2 separate regions of the Hordeum vulgare genome follow, and region 1 is linked to region 2. Evidence: chromatin contacts called from public Hi-C data. All regions are on one chromosome and are shown on one strand. The core of a region is the stretch at or near the end of the contact, and the rest is flanking DNA. Distances in the headings are between cores, read along the strand shown. Region 1 has its middle 110 kb from the start of LOC123442811. Region 2 has its middle 32 kb from the start of LOC123442809.

Evidence for each region. A called contact is a pair of places that touch in the nucleus more often than the background predicts.
Region 1: a Hi-C map of seedling shows a contact between it and region 2, with 4 times the contacts expected there. The contact joins two enhancer-like sites. A contact is called at or near these places in 3 of 6 Hi-C or Micro-C datasets (leaf and seedling).

What each region holds. Positions count from the first base shown.
Region 1 is chr3H:33,971,536-33,974,235 of MorexV3_pseudomolecules_assembly, reverse strand. No RefSeq gene overlaps it. Among protein-coding and RNA genes, the nearest start is that of LOC123442811, 110 kb to the left of the region's middle. Within about 2 kb of position 1,410, at least 3 of the 3 cell types and tissues checked have open chromatin away from gene starts, as enhancers often do. A contact at or near this core is called in leaf and seedling, where this site is marked.
Region 2 is chr3H:33,575,250-33,577,949 of MorexV3_pseudomolecules_assembly, reverse strand. No RefSeq gene overlaps it. Among protein-coding and RNA genes, the nearest start is that of LOC123442809, 32 kb to the right of the region's middle. Within about 2 kb of position 1,364, at least 3 of the 3 cell types and tissues checked have open chromatin away from gene starts, as enhancers often do. A contact at or near this core is called in leaf and seedling, where this site is marked.

The DNA of each region.
Region 1 (2,700 bases), core at 161-2,660, 400 kb before region 2:
GGCATAGCTGTGCTTCTTGCAGAAGAAAATGTGTGCCTCCAGGAGCAGCAAATCCATGCCTTTTATGTAACAAAATACATATTTTTTCTTTTTTGAGAGACACAACTCATGAAAGCAAACTTGTGCCTCCACGAGAAGCAAATTCGTGCTTCTCGTGGAAGAAAAACCCCAGACTTTTTTCTCTTTCCGAGATGCACAACTTTGCCTCTCGTGAAAGAAAAAAAAATACTTTTTTCCTTTTTTTTGAGAGGACAAGTGTGCCTGTCGTGGAACCAATTTTTTGTGTTCATGAGATGCAACATTGTGCCTCCCGTGAAAAAATGGGATTTTTCGCTCAATTTTGTTTTATATTTTTTCCTATAAAATCTTGGTAAAATTGGGCGAAGACCAAAAGGCCAAAAACCCCGAAAACCATCTAAACCCCAAAAACGCATATAGAAACAATAATCCTAAGAAAGCATTTAGCAAGTGACGGGTGGCGGTAGCTGAGAGCACACTGTGTTCTCAACCTTCCAAAAGTGACCCTTCCAGGGCTCCCGCTAGGGGTATCGCTTAATTAGTTGCTCTTAACGAGACATAGCCGCTCCCCGGTTTTTTTTAAAACAATTGTAGTTTTATTCATACTCGTAACTATTACAGGTACACTAATTTGTATCTAAAATCCAGTCAAATACAAAGTAACTCCTATGACTAAGAATTACCATGAAATCTCTTAGAAACACCTTCTTTGCGGTATCAATCGTTGTTAGAAGAAATACTCCAAAGACTTCGATAAGGATGTTGTAATTGTACTGGAGCAACAACGTTGTCACTCTTTCGCACGGACGGACATTACCAATAAGGGTTTTTGAAAGCGTCTTCACTCGCCGATCCAAAAAGATGTGAAACCTTGATCGATGAACGTACTTGAGCCAGGGATGATCCCCTAGAAGAGTAGGTTGTCGGATCACAATATCTTCACCATGATATCGTTGAAAGGTTTTAACTCCACAAAGAATCAAACCAATAGAAAAAAAGTTTGACACACCAACATAAACTCACCAGATCCTTAAATCTCATGGCACCGTCAAAGAACGAGTGTAAATTTATTCGCACATAAAACTATGATCACTAGACGATAATAATAATCATAGAACTCTTGAAGATGCGAGGTTCCCTCACCTCTCAACACCAATGGCAGACTGAGGCGATGGAATCAAAAATTCCTGAGGATGGTTGCAGCTGCAGCTGCGGCTCCTAGACGAACCCTCGGTTGGTCGCTGGTGTATTGTGTAGGTCTTCTTTTTTGAGAAAATGGTGGGCTTTTTTTTTTGAGAACAGACAATGGTGTATTGGCCTTTTGCAAAGGGAGCGCTCTAACCTAAGGTCTGTAGCCCATCAGGCCCAATGCGCAGGCGCCTTATGTCAAGCAAGTGTCCTCAGACGGCCCAAAAGAACGAACACGAAAAGGAGGGCCCAGAAGAGAGTTGTGGGAGCCCGGTCTCAAATGTTTCTGAGCACAGCGTAAAGGAAGAAAAAAAAACCGAGTACATGAACGCAAAAGAAAACATGAAACCTTTTCCCTACCTCAAGTTGGAGTATACTCTCTCCGTTCCTAAATATAAGTCTTTTTGAAGGTTTCACTAGAGGACTACATACGAATATATATATAGACATACTTTAAAGTGTTGATTCACTCATTTTGCTCCGTATGTAGATCCTTAGTGAAATCTCTTAAAAGACTTATATTTAGAAACGGAGGGAGAATATGCAACATGCATGCATGTAATCTGAGTTGGTTCCGGTCCAAAGTTCATGCATTCACACGGACGCTAGTGGTAACATTGTAGGCTTGTACTCCTAGTAGGTATCCTTTCTCGAGAATTCGATCGATCGGAAACGACCTGAAAGCCCTTTGACACTTCACACTTGAGCAGGCATGCAGCTAGGTAGCGCGCTTTAGAGCTTTAGCCCACACTATTTGAAGCGAAGTGACAAGGCTTACTAAACCAGTAACCACCACACCACCAGTCAAAGAAACTGTTAGCAGCGCCTTTCCTGCCTGCCTTGCTATACGTACCGCAACGCGACAAGCCAAAGCCTTGCATGCTCTTGCTTCGTAGCCATACCAGACCTAGGTTTAGGCCGTACCCCTCCCTCTTTCAAGTATACTTTCCCGTTCTTTCACATTGGACGACGGGCGCATGCATGCGCGATTGTACGTATATCATGATGCATGCATGGCAGCTGGGCGTAAGAATCCGCGGTCAAACCGGCCGCAGCTAAACACGCGCCTTTTGGAACTGGGAGAAGGGCATGCAGGAGAGGCAGCTCTGAACAGAGGCTTGCTTGCTTGCTGTAGTAGGCTGGTGTCAAGGCATGAGGGGAACAGTGGTAATTTGGAGAGCGTCGCAAGGACATGCGGTGCGGTTGCTATGGCGGAGAGGCAACAGTGTGTCCGGCCGGTGGATGTGACGGCTACATATCCATGTGCATGTCCTAAAAGAAGAGAGCTACCATAGCTTAGCTTAGCTTAGCATGTACCCCCGGCATGTGCACTGTACGTGTAAGCCTACCCCGGTCGACTACCGGGCTACTGCGTACTACAGCTACCTGCGGCTAGGGCCTACTCCATCGACGACACGATCTATAGTAGCCCCTGTAGCTTCATTTCATCCATTGATGATCAGTCATCGGACCCAACAACAGGCAGAGTTAAGA
Region 2 (2,700 bases), core at 115-2,614:
CAAGGTCTGAATCGACCTCGACACCGACTCGAACGAGGACTGAGCTCCTCTGGCTCCTCCGCCGCGTCGTCACCTCCCTCCCCCCTTACCTAGTAGTATGAAGAACTGATGTAGTTTCCTGATGAAGAATGGTGTAGTTTGATGAAGAACCATGATGTAGTTTCATGCATGTCTTTGCAAGTTTCATCCGCGAACATTTTTTTTTAAATTCTACAGTTTCATATACGGGGTCAGATCTTTAACGTACAAATTCGCCCCACAAAATTAATTTGCAACGGACTGTAAACGCATTTTATGGGTGGCTCATTTACCAGGTTTGCTAGAATGCTCTAACGTGAGAGTTGGCCTGAAGATCAAAGACGGTAGTAGTAGTACTAGTAAGCGGCGTGGGGTGGGGGTGGGGGAAAGAAAGCATGGATGGATGGATCAGCTCATGGGTCCTCGCGGCACAGAGGCGAGGTTGCACCGCACTGTGGGGAGGCACAGTCCCTTTGAATTCTGGTCACGAGGGGCGGAACCTGGGAAGGGTCGCGGTGCCACGGGCGTGCATGGAACCCGTACTTTGTCGACGGAATAGAGAATCCTGCACTGTGTCTCTCTGGCCCCATCGCCATGGGTGGGGTGGGGTGGGGCTGCCCAGCTGTTTTTTATCAGCGCTGCCTCGTTGCGTCAGCCTCCCGTCTTTCAAACCCTTGTCGATCACAGGATCAACGTCTGTTTTGCTATCTGGTGTGGCGCAAACAAGCAGGGATAATAGTTGCCAAATATAGAATCACTGGCCTGTGCCTGCAGAGTCCCACGTTGATTGTCGAGGCACATGCACCGTGTTTCCGCTGCGCTTTGATTATTGGGGCCGATCATCCCCGGCCGTGACATGATCATCTGACGCCAGTTTCATTATAATTATACGCATTACCCTTGGCTGCATCTGGCCCCCTGTGAGAGTGTGGAGCCGGAGAGCTGTTCCTGTCCATCAGTTTCTGTGTTGGCCTATCGCATGCAAGTCGAGATTGATTACGTGACCGGCATATCAAGGAGGATATATTTAAAGACCCCTTGTCCAGTTTAATCACTCGCAGGGAAACACAAGAATGTTGATTTTTGCGCTGCTTATAATAAACTGGCCCAACGCATCTTCATGCGTCCGTCCATATATATCCTTTTTCAGCAGGTTAAACTTGGACCAAATCCAAGAATATATTGATGATTTTTGTAAAAAATAATGCATGTGCTTCGATTGTAAGTTCCCCGCTGAAGTAGTGTATCTGGTTTGCTATAAAGCATAATCACCATAGCACAGTGTACAAACCCTTCATAGCCACCACAAGAGGATAAATTATTGCACCTTTCAGCGATCTGCTGGCAATACATTGGACTCGCAGCCATGTGATTGGTTGGCTTTGGGGCCGGGCGCTATGATAGGCTCATGTTATACTCGAGGGGATAAAATAAAGCGATAGCGAAAGGACACGACTTTGATAATAATTATTAAGATTGTTTGGCAGAATCTGCTAACGGGTACAGCCCCATGGCCATGGATATCATACTCAAGAAAAAGCGTAAGCAAAGCAAAGGTTTCCTGAGACATCCAATTGGTTCCTTCATGGAAACATCCAGGCAAAGACGTTTGTTTGCAGGCCGTGGCCGTGGCCGTGGCCGCGCGGCTGCATGCACTTGACAGCATATCTGATCACAAATATATAAAGGAAGGGAGATCCATCCATGGAGATAAGAGAATCCGCGTGAAAGCAATGGAAGGTTTTAACGGCACTGCTAGACGATCTGCCAAAGGCCTTTGGGTGGGTGGAAGGGGCGCACTAGCATGTCGATTTATTAGCGGCCATGGAACGAACAACGGGGGGATATTGATTCCGCCGGGGGCTCCTTTATCTCGCTCGTCCGTACAAGAGTTGTGTGCCTAGATGGAAGCTACCAACGTGCAAAAGTGACACCTAGCTAGCTCGCTGTTGTCTTTAGATTTGACATTCTCTATTCAATCTTTTATTTCTATATAGTTTTTTTATTCACCTTCCGGGGAACAGTTACAACCTTCCAAAATTACCATTTCTAACTGTATCCTGCAAGCTACTCGAGACATATTCTTAAAAGTCGTAGGCAGAGCAGTAGCAAATTGTGAACGAGTGACATCCATCATGGGGAAAGGCTAAATGCAATGGACATACAAAAGAGATGGTACTACTGCTAGCCTTTCTGCGGTTAGTTCCTTTTCTATTTTTGGAAACGCTGGTAAGTTCTTAGGACAGATTCCATCAAATAAAAAGTCAATACAATACTTTAAAAGGAAAAGAGGATTTAAGAATCAAATGCGGTGCTTTTGTGCTGGGGTCTTTCAGCAAGAATGAGAATCATTTTTAGTTATTAGTTTTATATTTGATCATTTGCATAGTGATAGAGCAGCACCAGATTTTCTTTGCTTTTCAAGTGTAAGAGGAGTTGATTAGACTGTACCTGCAGCCTGAAAGATGTAATGTAGCCACCAAGAAGATTGTGGGATCATATCCCAGAAAGCTCAGACTAACCTACAACAACCCTTTGAGATGCTGGTGGAAAGGGCTAACAATGACCGGCGACCCACACTGCATTGGAAACTGATGGAGGTATCTTCAACGAAGCTTAGGTGAGTACCCGCCATCAGGTTCTGACTCGAGTCAAAGGCTCTCTGCATGAACCATATCAAAT